Regions from separate parts of the Mus musculus genome. Here regions 2 and 3 are each linked to region 1. A link is a contact called in public HiChIP or PLAC-seq data. All regions are on one chromosome and are shown on one strand. The core of a region is the stretch at or near the end of the contact, and the rest is flanking DNA. Distances in the headings are between cores, read along the strand shown.

Evidence for each region. HiChIP or PLAC-seq counts read pairs in DNA pulled down with a chosen protein or histone mark.
Region 2: a contact with region 1 is called in an H3K27ac HiChIP or PLAC-seq map of trophoblast stem cells, with 7 read pairs. The contact joins the enhancer-like site here to the promoter of Adgrg6 in region 1. A contact is called at or near these places in 2 of 39 promoter capture datasets (both in the 3T3-L1 cell line), 1 of 15 datasets of contacts at CTCF or cohesin (the NIH/3T3 cell line), 2 of 115 datasets of contacts at active chromatin or transcription factors (stem cell-derived neural progenitor cells and trophoblast stem cells) and 3 of 9 other capture datasets (adipose tissue, liver and pancreatic islet).
Region 3: a contact with region 1 is called in an H3K4me3 HiChIP or PLAC-seq map of bone marrow-derived macrophages, with 2.0 times the contacts expected there. The contact joins the enhancer-like site here to the promoter of Adgrg6 in region 1. A contact is called at or near these places in 4 of 39 promoter capture datasets (the 3T3-L1 cell line, 3T3-L1-derived adipocytes and embryonic stem cells), 1 of 15 datasets of contacts at CTCF or cohesin (the NIH/3T3 cell line), 17 of 484 Hi-C or Micro-C datasets (the AML12 cell line, the C2C12 cell line, the C3H10T1/2 cell line and 10 more), 5 of 115 datasets of contacts at active chromatin or transcription factors (bone marrow-derived dendritic cells, bone marrow-derived macrophages, embryonic stem cells and 2 more) and 2 of 9 other capture datasets (adipose tissue and bone marrow-derived macrophages).

Annotation. Positions count from the first base shown.
Region 1 is chr10:14,543,062-14,547,492 of GRCm38.p6, reverse strand. It overlaps Adgrg6 (adhesion G protein-coupled receptor G6), which reads left to right and starts at 2,457. Exons shown (of 25, transcript NM_001002268.3): 1 at 2,457-2,579. The coding sequence starts at 2,578.
Region 2 is chr10:14,662,647-14,667,077 of GRCm38.p6, reverse strand. All of the region lies in intron 6 of Vta1 (vesicle (multivesicular body) trafficking 1), which reads left to right. Among named protein-coding and RNA genes, the nearest start is that of Vta1, 41 kb to the left of the region's middle. Within about 2 kb of position 1,882, at least 8 of the 459 cell types and tissues checked have an H3K27ac peak or open chromatin away from gene starts, as enhancers often do. A contact at or near this core is called in trophoblast stem cells, where this site is marked.
Region 3 is chr10:14,473,919-14,478,349 of GRCm38.p6, reverse strand. All of the region lies in intron 2 of Adgrg6 (adhesion G protein-coupled receptor G6), which reads left to right. Among named protein-coding and RNA genes, the nearest start is that of Adgrg6, 69 kb to the left of the region's middle. Within about 2 kb of position 2,534, at least 26 of the 459 cell types and tissues checked have an H3K27ac peak or open chromatin away from gene starts, as enhancers often do. A contact at or near this core is called in bone marrow-derived macrophages, where this site is marked.

The DNA of each region.
Region 1 (4,431 bases), core at 1,208-3,707:
ATGAGTCTCTCTGTACTCACTGCCATTGTGGAAAACTCACTCCTGGAAAATTGGAGTTCTCTGATAAAGGCTGAGAGTAGCATTTGTCTATGGATATTAATGTAAGCATTTGGAATACTGCTTGATGTTATGCTAGTTTAGCTAGATAGCAGTATTAAGTTCTGCTCTGGGTTCTGTGACCTCGAATTCATGGATTTGTGGCCAGGTTTATGGAACCAGATATATAGATTCCTTTTATAGAGCAGGCCTCAAATACCATGAGAGCATTGTTAGCAACGATGCCATTATTGCAAAAATCAGCACGTCCTACTTGGAAGGTTGGCTTCCACCAACAGACATACAGACAAAGAACTCAGGTAGCCCTATCTCTGGTTGCTGAATTATTTGATACTAACCAATCCAGGTAATGGGGACTCGCTTTTAATTGTGATCCCACCAAGCTCCAATGGAGAGTTTGAAACCAATGGATGGCAGTGGTTAAACTAAGCGGGTCACAAAACCAACCCGGAAGTCATGAGTCAGCCTCGGATCCATAGGGACAAGTCGGAGATAGATGAACATGAGGGATGAGAGTAATCATTGTCAAAGAGTAAGCAAAACAGTGGGTGGAAGAACCTCATGAAGAGCTTCCAGGTAGACATTGGTCCTGTCGAGCCTTCAGAGCTAAGCTACACCCAGATTCCAGACCCACAAAACTGTAAAATTATGTCGTTTTGAAAAGTTCTAGGAGGAACGTTAAATCCTTGAGACAATCTAGTGTCACAGAGGCGGCCTTGAACTGAGAGTCTCTAAACCTTAGACTCGAACCCTGATCATTTCTGAATAATTAGTGCAGACTATGCCTCCCTGGACCTATTTCTCTACCTGTAAAACCAAAACCATCTCAGCTTTCCTTAAATGAAGCAGTTTGATTCTTTATTAATTCTACTGTGTTTTTTTTTTTTTAAACGTTAAAATAAATACTGATAAAAATCAAAAGAACACAGGCTGGATCAGAAGTAGTCTAGATTGCTGGCGGCTTTCCAGCTTCCTCTTTCTTTTGCCTGAAACTATCTGTCCTCAGTCCTGTTTTACCTCTTTGCCTCCTACCCCAACCCTTCTCTACCACTAGCCAATCAGGGTTAATCTACTTTTATGGCTTTTGTGTGTGTGTGTGTGTGTGTGTGTGTGTGTGTCTACAAGGAAAGCCGTACTGCCTCACTCTGAATGGAACCAAGTCTGGAAAGGCCGCCGCCCCTAGCACTCTGAATTTAGTCTGGTAAGGCACAGCGCAAGGGACCCTCTGCTGGAGCGCTTCCCTGTCTTTTAGCAAGTGGGTGTGCCTATATCCCTTGCAAAGCAGTTTCTCAGGAGAAGCATTGCCTGGCTGTCTTGACTTCCCCTAGTGAGCGGCTGCACTTGTATTAGTAAATTAATTCCACTCAAACAGAAAAAAAAAAAAGTTAAATTTAAAGGAGGCATATCGCCCCAAACCTCTCAAGCCCTCCTCCACCTTTCCCTCATTAAATACCCTTCCCCCTGTCTTTCTTTCTTTTCTTTCTTTCTTTCTTTCTTTCTTTCTTTCTTTCTTCCTCTCTCTCTCTCTCTTTTCTTTTCCATTTTCTTTTCTTTTCTTTTCTCTTCTCTTTTTCTTTTCTCTTCTCTTCTCTTCTCTTCTCTTCTTTCCTTCCTTTCTCTCCCTTCCTTCCTTCCTTCCTTTCTTCCTCTCTCTCTCTCTCTCTCTTCTTTTCTTTCTTTCTGGAGGAAAATTGAGGGGACGGGCGGGGGGGGGGGGCGGAGGAGGAAGAACTAAGAAAGGGAAAAGTAAGGGACAGCCCGGGTTCTTGGCAGCGTTCAGAACACATGCCCACTGGCGCGCCTGCGTTCGGAGCTCCTTCACCCAAGCTCTGCGGGTTTCTGCTCTCGCGGCCCGCGGGTGACCTCGGGGTCAGCGGGGTCCCCTCCCCGGAGCTGCTTCTGGCTCTGTGCCAGTCTTCCAACCCCGCCGCCCGCGCCGGTCCCGCCCCGCGTGGCGACTTCTCCCTTTGCCTCTGCCCTCGGGTGGCCGGCCCTGGGTGGGGCAGCTGCGCCTGCAGGACGGTCCTCTGTCCTCTGAACGCCTAGAGCTGGGGCCACCCGGGGGGCGCGCCGAGCCGCACCTGAGCCTCAGGGGGAAACGGACGCCAGCGCTGCGCCGCGACTGGCCGCAGGCTCAGGAGCCTGGTGATCTCAGCCTCTCCAAGCCCCGCAGGCCGGGATCGGACGCCACCCGCTCGCCGGAGCCCTTCGTCCCAACTCTTGTGAAAGTTCTTCGCCCGGGCGGCAGAACCTGCCGCGGTCAGCCGCTCCCCCGCGCGCCGGACCTGATCTTGAACTCCACGGCGCGCGCCCCGGGTCCACCTTGCGCCGCCCCTTGCGCAGGCGACGAGCAGCTGCCGGGAAACCCTATGAACTCTCGAGAAAGGGCGTGACGAAGGGTCCTGCGGGTCGCGGTCCCGAAAGCCGGGATCTTCTTCGGTGGAGCTTGAGGGCAACAACGCAGAGAGCGCTGGAGGATGAGTGTGCGGCCTCTGGGAATCTCCACACGGTAATGCCAGCATGTAAGTCGCCTTCCAGGTTGGAGCCCATCGCACCTCCATCTGTGTCCCCTTCACCACTTTAGAGCAGCGCTTCCTAGAAAGGTACCAACTGCAGTAAGAGAAGCTTCAGCGTGCCTCCTCGAGGCACCCGGGACTGGGTATTGCCAAACAGAGCCGGAGCATGTGTGTGTGGCTTTCTCCCCTAGAGAACCCTTTCTCCCCTAGAGAGTTAAACCTCACTTTTGGGCAGTGGAAAAAATAAGAATGGCAGGGTTTTGATTCAGGTTAAACAAGTAGGAACGCACTGTGTATCTGTCTTCAGGGTCCTGGTCCTGTCAAGCCAGCATTCCCGGGATCAACACCTAGGGTCTGGGAAGGTACTGCCAGCGAGACATTGGCTTTCAGCTGTCATTTTTGCCTGTAGAAGTCCTTCTTAGACCTCATAGATATTTAAATGAGTTTTTTATCCAGTTGTAACCTCCCACCTCTCGCCGTTTTCTTTGAAGAACTCAGAAAAGTGTTCTCAGTAGAAGATGTTGATTAACAAGTAAATAAGGAATGATGGAGGCTTCCGGTAGAATTACAAGTAGGAGGCACTGGAGGAGAGGGTGAGACAGAAAAAGCATGAAGGTTTTGCCTGGATGGAACTACCATCCAAGTTGTGGGATGGCTCAGAGGGACCTGGTGAAAGAGCAGCCTCCGCAGTTCCTGGCCTTCCCAACTGGTCAGTGATTCTCAGAAGGGTCACACTTATCTTTGCGGTGAACTTAAACGTTGTTGCCTTTTTTCACACTGTAATTATTCCCTCGGCCATTTGCTTTATTCTTGGGCCATCAACTTGGCAGACGTTTAACCCCCTTCCACTAACTTGTTGAAGAGGTATAACAAATTGATACTTCCCTCACTCCATTACTCCATCCTTACTTATTTCCACTTCAATTTCCTCTTCCAGGTTACCACCAAGCATCTTGAGTCTTTATTTCCCTTCGCTGCTCTGTCCTGTCTGCATCCCCAAACGCGTTTTTAAGGTGGGAGACAGAACAGAGCATACCAACCACACCCGCCATGCCGCAGCTCTGATCTCTGCTCTGTGCCTTGTAATGAATACCACTTATTTTTATTAAAACTCCATGTGAAGTAATGCCACACCTGTGACTTTTACAGTTTTGCTTCTGCCAGTGGAATGGACGAATGGATAACTTGTAAGCGTTTGTCTTGGGAAACAGCCAGCCTTGTAACATAAGACTGGTTCGCCTATGCAGGCAACAGGTTTGGAATGACTGCTAAGTTTGTTTCCAACTTCAGTTTTTCCTGCAAACATACCCTGACTTTTCACTGGAGATGTTTAGGCAGCCTCCCCAGGTATAGAGACCTCATGGGATTAAAAGCACACACACACACACACACACACACACACACACACACACACACACACACACACTACTGATCAACCAGTAATGATAACACTCTCGCAATTTGGATTAAGTGTGATTAAATTTATGTCTTCTCAGGTTGAGTCATGAGCAAACAATCATTCAAAGCTTTTTGTCCTTGATTTAAATTTCTTTACCAAATTCTTTTGCTGGAAATATTTTCTCTCTTTCAAGATGGTTATGCGTATTTTCTGTGCAGTTGTTTGAGACAGCTTAACCCATTTTAGCCAAGTTAGACTACATGGAGATAATGCCAAGCTACCCAAGGAAAATATTTCTATTATCTTGTTAAAAACGTTGAAATGGGAGACAAATTATATTTTTCAAATTTTAATTTCAGTAAATAAAAATACGCAGGCTACTTAAGGGTCTTGGCAGGGTCTTTCTTGTGTAGAACAAACTTGTATATTGTTACCCTCATGGTTTGAGATTACAGACTT
Region 2 (4,431 bases), core at 633-3,132, 120 kb before region 1:
CTATATGAAATTAATATTTTGTACAGTGAAAGCATTAAAATCTTGATAGCTTCGTGTGGCCACACTAATAGTCAGAACTTATTGTTGAGAATATTCATGACAATGATAGATATTAGAGGGCAGATTCTAGGAAGTGTTCTAGTGTGCACAGTGCATTTTGATCTGGTTAACTGAGACATGTGCCAGCTGTGTGTTCAGTCTCCCTCTCCCTGTTCATATGTGTTTAAATGTAGCATATTTTTATAATCTCATTACCCCTTTCTGCCTCCTTTCATTCATCAAAGAAGCGAATACAAGTAAAAGCTTCTAAGAAGCATACTCAGTGAAAAACCGGGATTTGAACTCAAGACTCTGGCTTCATTGAGTTAGTTAGGAAGGTGCCCCCTCCTGTCGGTGTCCCTTGTGTGTGATCCTTGGGAAACAAGAATCTATAAATCTTTTCAAATCCAAACCTGCTTTCTCAGTGGCATGCCTCTATTTAGTTCTCAATTTTGGATGCCAGGTCTTCTCTTAGCTCCATTTTTGTTTTTTTCTGTTACATTTACTCAGTTGGTAGCTGTCAAATAAAAGAAAGCAGTAACATTTTTAGTTTATAAACATAACAGATGTTTCCCCTCTTGTTCCCTTTAAGAGTGATTTACCTTCTCTCATGTAGTAGGTCCAGGATACACTTTTATCAAAGGGAAATCCTTCAGATAGCTGAAAAGAATAGTGTGTACTCATTTACAAGCTTTAGTTCTTCCACAGAAAAGCAGTGGGTGCAAGGAGGGCAGTAGTACTTGTTTGGCAGGGTTTGCCGGTGTGCCTAACCACTGAGCAGAGAGCACATGAGATAGTGTTCACTGTGTCTCTTGAAGCTCAAAATGTGTGCTTCTTGTAGGCTACATCACAAAAGGCCTTAGCAGAGAAGTAAACGCAATAAAAAATGGTACTACTGCTATTACTGCCAGCCTTTTTTTTTTTCCAGAGACAGGATTTCACTATGTAGCCCTGACTGGTCTAGAACTCTCTATGTAGATAATCTGGCCCCTAACTCACATTTGCCCTCCTGTCTGGGTCTCAGGAGTACTAGGATTAAAGGTGTACACTACCACACCCAGCCGCTGCTAGTCTTTTGACCTCTCACCTACTACACTGCAAACCTGAGCTTTGTGAGGAACTGGAGGGAGAAGACGTTACGCTCTTGGATTCTGTGAGGTGTCATATGCTTGTTGACATCCTGGCCTGTGTTTTTCTCTCAGTGCCATTTCCCCTGGTTACCTGGAGGATCAGTCATATCCGTTCTCAGACTTTCTTACCTTTGCTTCTGGTGTTCGTTTTAGGTTAGTGTAGCTGTGTCTTCCTACCTGTGCTGGGCCTCTTCACTCCACTCCATTGCAAGGCTCTGTTGGAAGCTGGGGGACAATCTTCCTTAGCTTCCTAATCAACTCTTACGTCTCCCTACTCAAGAATTTCTATGCCAGTTGGCCTGTAGAACAAGATATTACTTATCAAAAAATGTTAGTGTGTTCTTGAACATGTATGAATGTCTTCTATGCTGCATAAGTGTGGCTCAGAAGTTACTTTCTGACATAGCATTTTATTATTGAGTAACATAAAGGACTTAGTGTGCAAACCCCCTGCTTTCTTCCAGGAGTGCCACTGTAGAAGGATCACCTCACACCAACATACTATAGTCTAAAAGTTGCAGTCATTGTGTAGATTGCCCAGAGTGTCCTACCCAAATACAAAACAGAAAAAAACAAACAGATTAGCGCACCTAGTGGATAAATAGTAACCTAAAAAACATTACCAACTTACCAGGTATTTTTGAGCTTATGTCATCCCAGTATTCTAGGCTCCTGCTGTCGGCAAAAGGCCTTCAAGACAAACAGGAAGAGATATGTCCAGACTATCCTGCCTCGGGCATGGATGACAGCTGAATGACTAGACATAACTTAGTAAGACTCATATAGCCTTTTAAAGCCTTCTTCACATGAACTATTGCAGGGGAACCGAGCAGCCTCTGTGAATCCTACTGTGTTCTTAATGCAGCTTGTTCATAGGGTTTGTACACATAATTACTCAAAAGTTACCATAGACTGCTGGCCAGAAATTGTGCCCTCCCATGAAGGAGTCCGTTGAGAGATGTAATCTATGGATGAGTACGAGTTGCTGGGGAAGGAGTGGTGTTACCTGCTTGGAGGAGTTGCACAGCCGTGTGCAGCCACTTAAGATATGGCTGCTGAAAAGCCCTCCTAGGCTTCACAAACAGTCCCTCTCAGATCTCCTGACTTTCGCACATTCCTCTTTGTTTGTTTTGTTTTGTTGTCTTTTGAGACAGAGTCTCACTGTGTGGCCCTGGTTGGCCTAAAACTGAAAAAGATCTTCCTGCCTCTGCCTCCCAAATGCAGGGATTAAAGGCCTGCACCACCATGACCTGTTTTTAACATCCTTTCTAATGTTAACTTGGTATGTGCTTTTAAAGGTTTGCTTGGAAAAGTATGTCAAATGCTAATTGCTTAATATTCTTTGTTAGCACTCATCAAAATTAAGCAAAAACTCACAGAATTGTGCAGCATAAATTCCATGTCTCCTAGCCTTTCAGTAATAGGTGCATCCATTGTAGTTCTGTATGTCGTTTTTTTTAAAAAGTGGGTTGTTTTTTAAATAGTGATTTAAAAAATAGAAAAGAAGGAGCATTGTTGTCTTAGTCAGGGTTTCTATTCCTGCACAAACATCATGACCAAGAAGCAAGTTGGGGAGGAAAGGGTTTATTCGGCTTACACTTCTATACTGCTGTTCATCACCAAGGAAGTCAGGACTGGAACTCAAGCAGGTCAGGAAGCAGGAGCTGATGCAGAGGCCATGGAGGGATGTTCTTTACTGGCTTTCCTCCCCTGGCTTGCTCAGCCTGCTTTCTTATAGAACCAAGACTACCAGCCCTGAGATGGTCCCACCCACAAGGGCCTTTCCCCCTTGATCACTAATTGAGAAAATGCCTTACAGTTGGATCTCATGGAGGCATTTCCTCAACTGAAGCTCCTTTCTCTGTGATAACTCCAGCTGTGTCAAGTTGACACAAACTAGCCAGTACAATTGACCCCTTGTCAACTTGACACACAAAAACATCACTAGTAAGCCTCAACCCTTACAATCTTATTCATCCCCATTCTAAATAACTTTAAAAGTCCCACAGTCTTTACATATTCTTAAAATTTCAATCTCTTTAAAATATCCATCTCTTTTAAAATCCAAAGTCTTTTTACAATTAAAAGTCTCTTAACTGTGGGCTCCACTTTTTTCTTCCTTCAAGAGGGAAAATATCAGGGCACAGTCACAATCAAAAGCAAAAGTCAATCTCCAACCGTCCAATGTCTGGAATCCAACTCACGATCTTCTGGGCTCCTCCAAGGGCTTGGGTCACTTCTCCAGCCAGGCCCTTTGTAGCACAGGCATCATCCTCTAGGCTCCAGATGCCTGTACTCAACTGCTGCTGCTGCTCTTGGTGGTCATCTCATGGTACTGGCATCTCCAAAACACTGCATGACCCCTTCAATCCTGGGCCTTCAATTGCAACTGAGGCTGCACCTTCACCAATGGCCTTCCATGGCCTCTCACAGTGCCGAGCCTCAGCTGCTTTGCGTGACCCCTTCATGCCTTCAAAACCAGTACCACCTGGGTGACCCTTACATATTACCAAGTCCTGCTGCAGCAGGAGTCCAACCTTGGCCATCTCTGGAACACAGCCTCTTTGTGCTTTCAGAAAACACTTCCCAGAAGATGTCACCTCAATGATGCTGGTCTCTTCTTAATCACCGCTAATTTCTTAGCTCCAGCTAACCAGCATCAATAGTCCCAGTAATGCAAAGTTTTTGCTTTAGTAGTTCTGGTATTTTGTTAATCACAGCTGATTCTTCAGCCCCAGCTAACCAGAACTACAGAATCTTCACATTCAAAACAGCAATGGCCCTGAAAAGAGTCTTTAATTTTCCCTCTGAAATTTCACAAACCAGACCTCCATCTTCTGCAGTGTTCTCAACATTATCTTCCAAGCTCCTACACAACATCCGACAGAGCTCTTAACAACGGATGGATCTTCAAGCCCAAAGTTCCAAAGTCCTTCCACAGTCCTCCCCAAAACATGGTCAGGTTGTCACAGGAATACCCCACTCTGCTGGTACCAATTTGTCTTAGTCAGGGTTTCTATTCCTGCACAAACATCATGACCAAGAAGCAAGTTGGGGAGGAAAGGGTTTATTCGGCTTACACTTCCATACTGCTGTTCATCACCAAGGAAGTCAGGACTGGAACTCAAGCAGGTCAGGAAGCAGGAGCTGATGCAGAGGCCATGGAGGGATGTTCTGTACTGGCTTTCCTCCCCTGGCTTGCTCAGCCTGCTTTCTTATAGAACCAAGACTACCAGCCCTGAGATGGTCCCACCCACAAGGG
Region 3 (4,431 bases), core at 1,285-3,784, 69 kb after region 1:
GCTTCTCTCTTAGACATATTTCCTTCCTTCTGTCCTTAATCCCCTTCTCGCCTTTCATCTCTCGCTTTTTTCTCTCTGTTTCTCTTCTTAGTCATCTTTTGCAGTTTTTTTGTTTTGTTTTTGTTTTTGTTTTTGTTTTTGTTTTGTTTCTCTGCAACACTCGGAATTGACTTTAGGGCCTTACAAGTGCTCGGGAAATGGTCTGCTGCCCCTGGTCTACACCACAACCTGTTTTTTTTTTTTCCTGCATGCTTCTCTGTGTACCATGTGTGTGCAGGGCCTACAGTAGCCAGACACTGGAGTTACAGATCATTGTAAGCCACCATGCAGATATGGGAATTGAACCAAGGCCCTCTGGAAGAGCAACGAGTGCTCATAATTGCTGAGCCATCTCTTCAGCCCCCTGATCATGGCACTGTCTCTACAAAATTTATACATAGTCTATTGTACTCAGCTATTTGTTCTGCTACAGTTTCTGTTTCTATCATCTATCTATCTATCTATCTATCTATCTATCTATCTATCTATCTATCTATCTGCATTTCTAATAATTTGTATATCCCATACAGTCAGGGATGCTATCTTTTTTTTTAAAAACAAACTGTTCCCTTTTTAAAATATTCATTATTTATTTTATGTATGTGAGTACACTGTCAGTGTCTTCAGACACATCAGAAGAGGGCATCAGATCCCATTACAGATGGTTGTGAGCCACCATGTGGTTGCACTCAGGACCTGAATTGAACTCAGGACCCCTGGAAGAGCTTTTAACCTCTGAGCCATCTCTCCAGCCCCTGCTGTCTTATACAATATTTTATTTTTAGAACCTGGGACTGTGCAGACACACAGAAGTTTCAGAAGTCTTTATTGAGTGAGTGGGTGGATGTAGTGGATTGGAAGTATGAACAGGGCAGAAAAGAAGTGCTGTGTATGGTATTCACTTGTCACTTAGAGATGATAATACTTTAAAACTTACACTTGAATTTTGATAGGCCTTTCTGGTACTGATATGTAAGATGGCTTGGAGGTGGCAAGGGTATTGGATAACTGTGAGGCCACATGCTGAACTTATTCCTGGAGAGAAAAGAGAAGAAACTTATAATGGAAGGAAATTAGATGAAGGGGTGGATTTGATATACATAAATAGAACAAATGATGAGATTTTTGAAACCTTGGAGAAGAAAGAAAGAAGAGATACACAGAGTCTTAGCCCGTATCTAATATCTTTCATGCTATGAACACTATCAGAGAGGATGTGGACCATTGTGGAATGGTGTTTGGATTGTTGGGCCTGAGGGATATCCAAGGAAAAGTATCTAGCCGACATCTGCAAGCAAGAATGAGTATGTATGCTGCTAGCATCTGAACACTGAGGAAGCCTTGACTCAGAATTGGTCATCTAGGGAGAATGAGTACAGAGGGGCGTGCTCATTGGGATGTTGGCTGCAGACACATTTGGCTGCAATGGCATCGAATGTCTGCAACTAAAGTGTATCTACCTCTCACATCCACACTACTGTCATCTGTTCTTCCTATATCTGTGCCCACATCCCCTCCCTCATCCCCACCCCCTCTCCTTTCTTTACCCATCAGCTTCATTCTCTAACAAAGTGAATGTCCTGTGTCTCTATCTCGCTTTCCTCAGAAAGAAAATCCAACTGAGGAAGTCTGTGATTTGGTTCCCAGCAGGTCAGGGTCCACCCCTGGAGGCAAGCTGTACAAATACCATCATTAGTGTTGCAGAGGAAACAGACACTTTCAAGAGAAGCTTTGTGCCTGGAGAATGTCATCAACTGTGGTACAAGGGGTGGAGCTCTGTCCTGGAGGGAAGGAAACAAGCCATAGACTTAGCTGGATCAGCTAGTATCTTTCTTTCCAGAATTTGAAGCTAGAGGTACAGGTCATTCATTCAAGAGTCTGATGAGATATGTCTTGGTGGACTTAACTGTAGATATTCCCCACATTAGTGAGAAGAGCTGTTGTTTAGTCCGTGGTAAGACCTTATGTCTACTTTCACTGTGCAGTGCTAGGTGTTTTCTTTTTCTGTTGGTTTCTTTTTCAATTACACTTTTGAAATTATAATATAACCACGACATTTCCCCCTTCCCATTCCTCCCTCAAACCTTCCCATATGCCTGTTTGCACTTTCCTTCAAATTTATACTTCTTTTTAGCTTTTTTATTATTACATGCATACATGCATATACATATATGTAAAATATATACATACAAATATATTTTTCCACTGTCTCTTCTGCAATATCCTCTGAGCTTTACATGTATTTTATAGATTTCTTTTGTTTCCAGAGGAAGTATGGCTTGTGCTATTATTTAAAGGAACACATCTTCGAATTGCTTGAAAATCTTAACCTGAAAGTTTTGTTTAGGCCAGAGATGATGCTACCTCTGATGGCCTGAGGACCACAATATGGTAAGGCAGTAAAATGAAGCATAGTAGGGAAGTCTGAGGAAGTAGGACAAGATGGTAGAAGTGAAACTCGAGCAGCCTGGTAAGGATGCTCTTGGAGGCATCCATATTATAAAGCATGTGAGAAGCCTCAGTCTGAATAATTGTCATGAGTCAACACATCCTCTTCAGTAATATGTTAGCAGTGGATGTGTTAGATGGTAAGAAAGTCCTTGACTTGATTAATCTAGAGTTGTGCATTTGTAGCCTATGAATATGAACAAGGAAAAAAACATACCTAGTGCTAAGCAGTAGATTAAGTAATATAGCATGCAGTTCATGTTGTTTCAAGTTATCTATTTCATGAGAGACAGGAAAGGCTCACCCACTGCTTGAAGGAGAAGGGTTTCCCATGAAAAATGAACATGAGTGTGCTTGTGTATATAGTGTCTAATCCTCTTTCAAGGGATCGAAAGTACCTCTCCAGAGCAAGCATGCCAGTGGGGCTTAGAACCGTTCACTTGCTTAATGAAGTATTATCCCTTGCAGTTGAGTATGGAATGTTCTCTTGACGTGATGATCAAGGAAAGACAGGGTTGGCAGTTGAAACATGAATGGTATTACAGAAGAGCAAGCTGTGTTTGCGGTTGGGATGCATGGGCATACGTTGAGAGACTGAGAACGTTATCAACCTGAAGGCAGCCCATTAGCATCTTTCGGTTCCCTATCTTGTTAGGTTTCTCCTTGTGTCAGACCTAACTGGGCCGATCCAAATAAATAATTTCCTTTTGAACTCATGCCAAAGTCATCGTGACAACTTCCTCTGAATGCTGCTTCCAAAAAGATTTGGAGATTGAATAATCACAAGAGGAAATGAAACAGTCATCTGGTTAACTTTGGAGGGACTGGTGGTGAGGACTGATGTCGTAAGGCTGTGGGAGTGAAGTGGGAAATGAGAATGGCCACTGTCAGCCTGTGGTGCCAGAGGCCTTCCCTGATATGGAAAGGCTCTCTCTGAAAGCAGAGCTTAAGGAGAATGGGGAGATGGGGCTGTGTCCCTCGCCATGTCTGTCTGTCACATTAACACAGAGATGTCACAGCCAGATTGCCTTTTAGATTCCTTCCCAGCCTGAAAATGTGCAAGGTCATCAGAAATGGGCTAAATACATGTTCTGATGAAGTTGCCCATTCTGGATGTCATCAGCCACACAGGTCATGTCAGCATCTGACATGTTATTTACATTTCATTGATGTTACTTCCATCTGGCAGCTGTTGCCTTGAGCTGCAGGAACAAGTGACTCTCCTGACCCTTTAGTGATGACACTGGCCCCAGAATTCTCAGCTGTTGACTTTAGGGCTAATTTTTAGAAACTATCAGAGCTACTAGATATTTTAAACTTTCAAAACATCAAATGAGCTCTGAACTCCTTACAGCCTGACATATCACCATATATATTGCAGACAACTGAAAGTAATGAATGAAACATGTAACCCAAGTTACATCTTTCTGGAGGTGGATTTTACCAGCTACCTTCTCAAGTTGCTCGCTACAGCTATCCAAGAACTCAAATAAAAATATTTAAGTGTATTCCTTCTGTTTGCTTTGTTGTTGCTGCTGCTTTTGAAATACGGTCTCATGGAGCATTCGTGGGTTTAGAACTTTCTACATAGCTAAGGCTGGCTTAGAACTTTTGATTCTTCTGCTTTTTGCTCTCAAATGCCAGGGTTACACTTGTATCTGACACTTGGGTTTTGTTGCCCATTTAGCACAGTATAGAAAAAAAAATAGATCTTTAAAAAATCAGCTACAAATGATTTCTTATTTGCTTTATTTAGCAATTGGGCATCCAAAGTTCCCATCTGGGAAACCTTTAAAGGATATGCACTCCGGATTTCAGAGTGTAAGAATCAAAATTTCTCAAATTAAAAAGAAAATTAAACCATTGGCGTAATGTTCAGGTACTGGGGAGATGGGTAAGAGCAACTGATGCTCTTGCAGAGGCCAGGGTTGTATTCCCAGCATC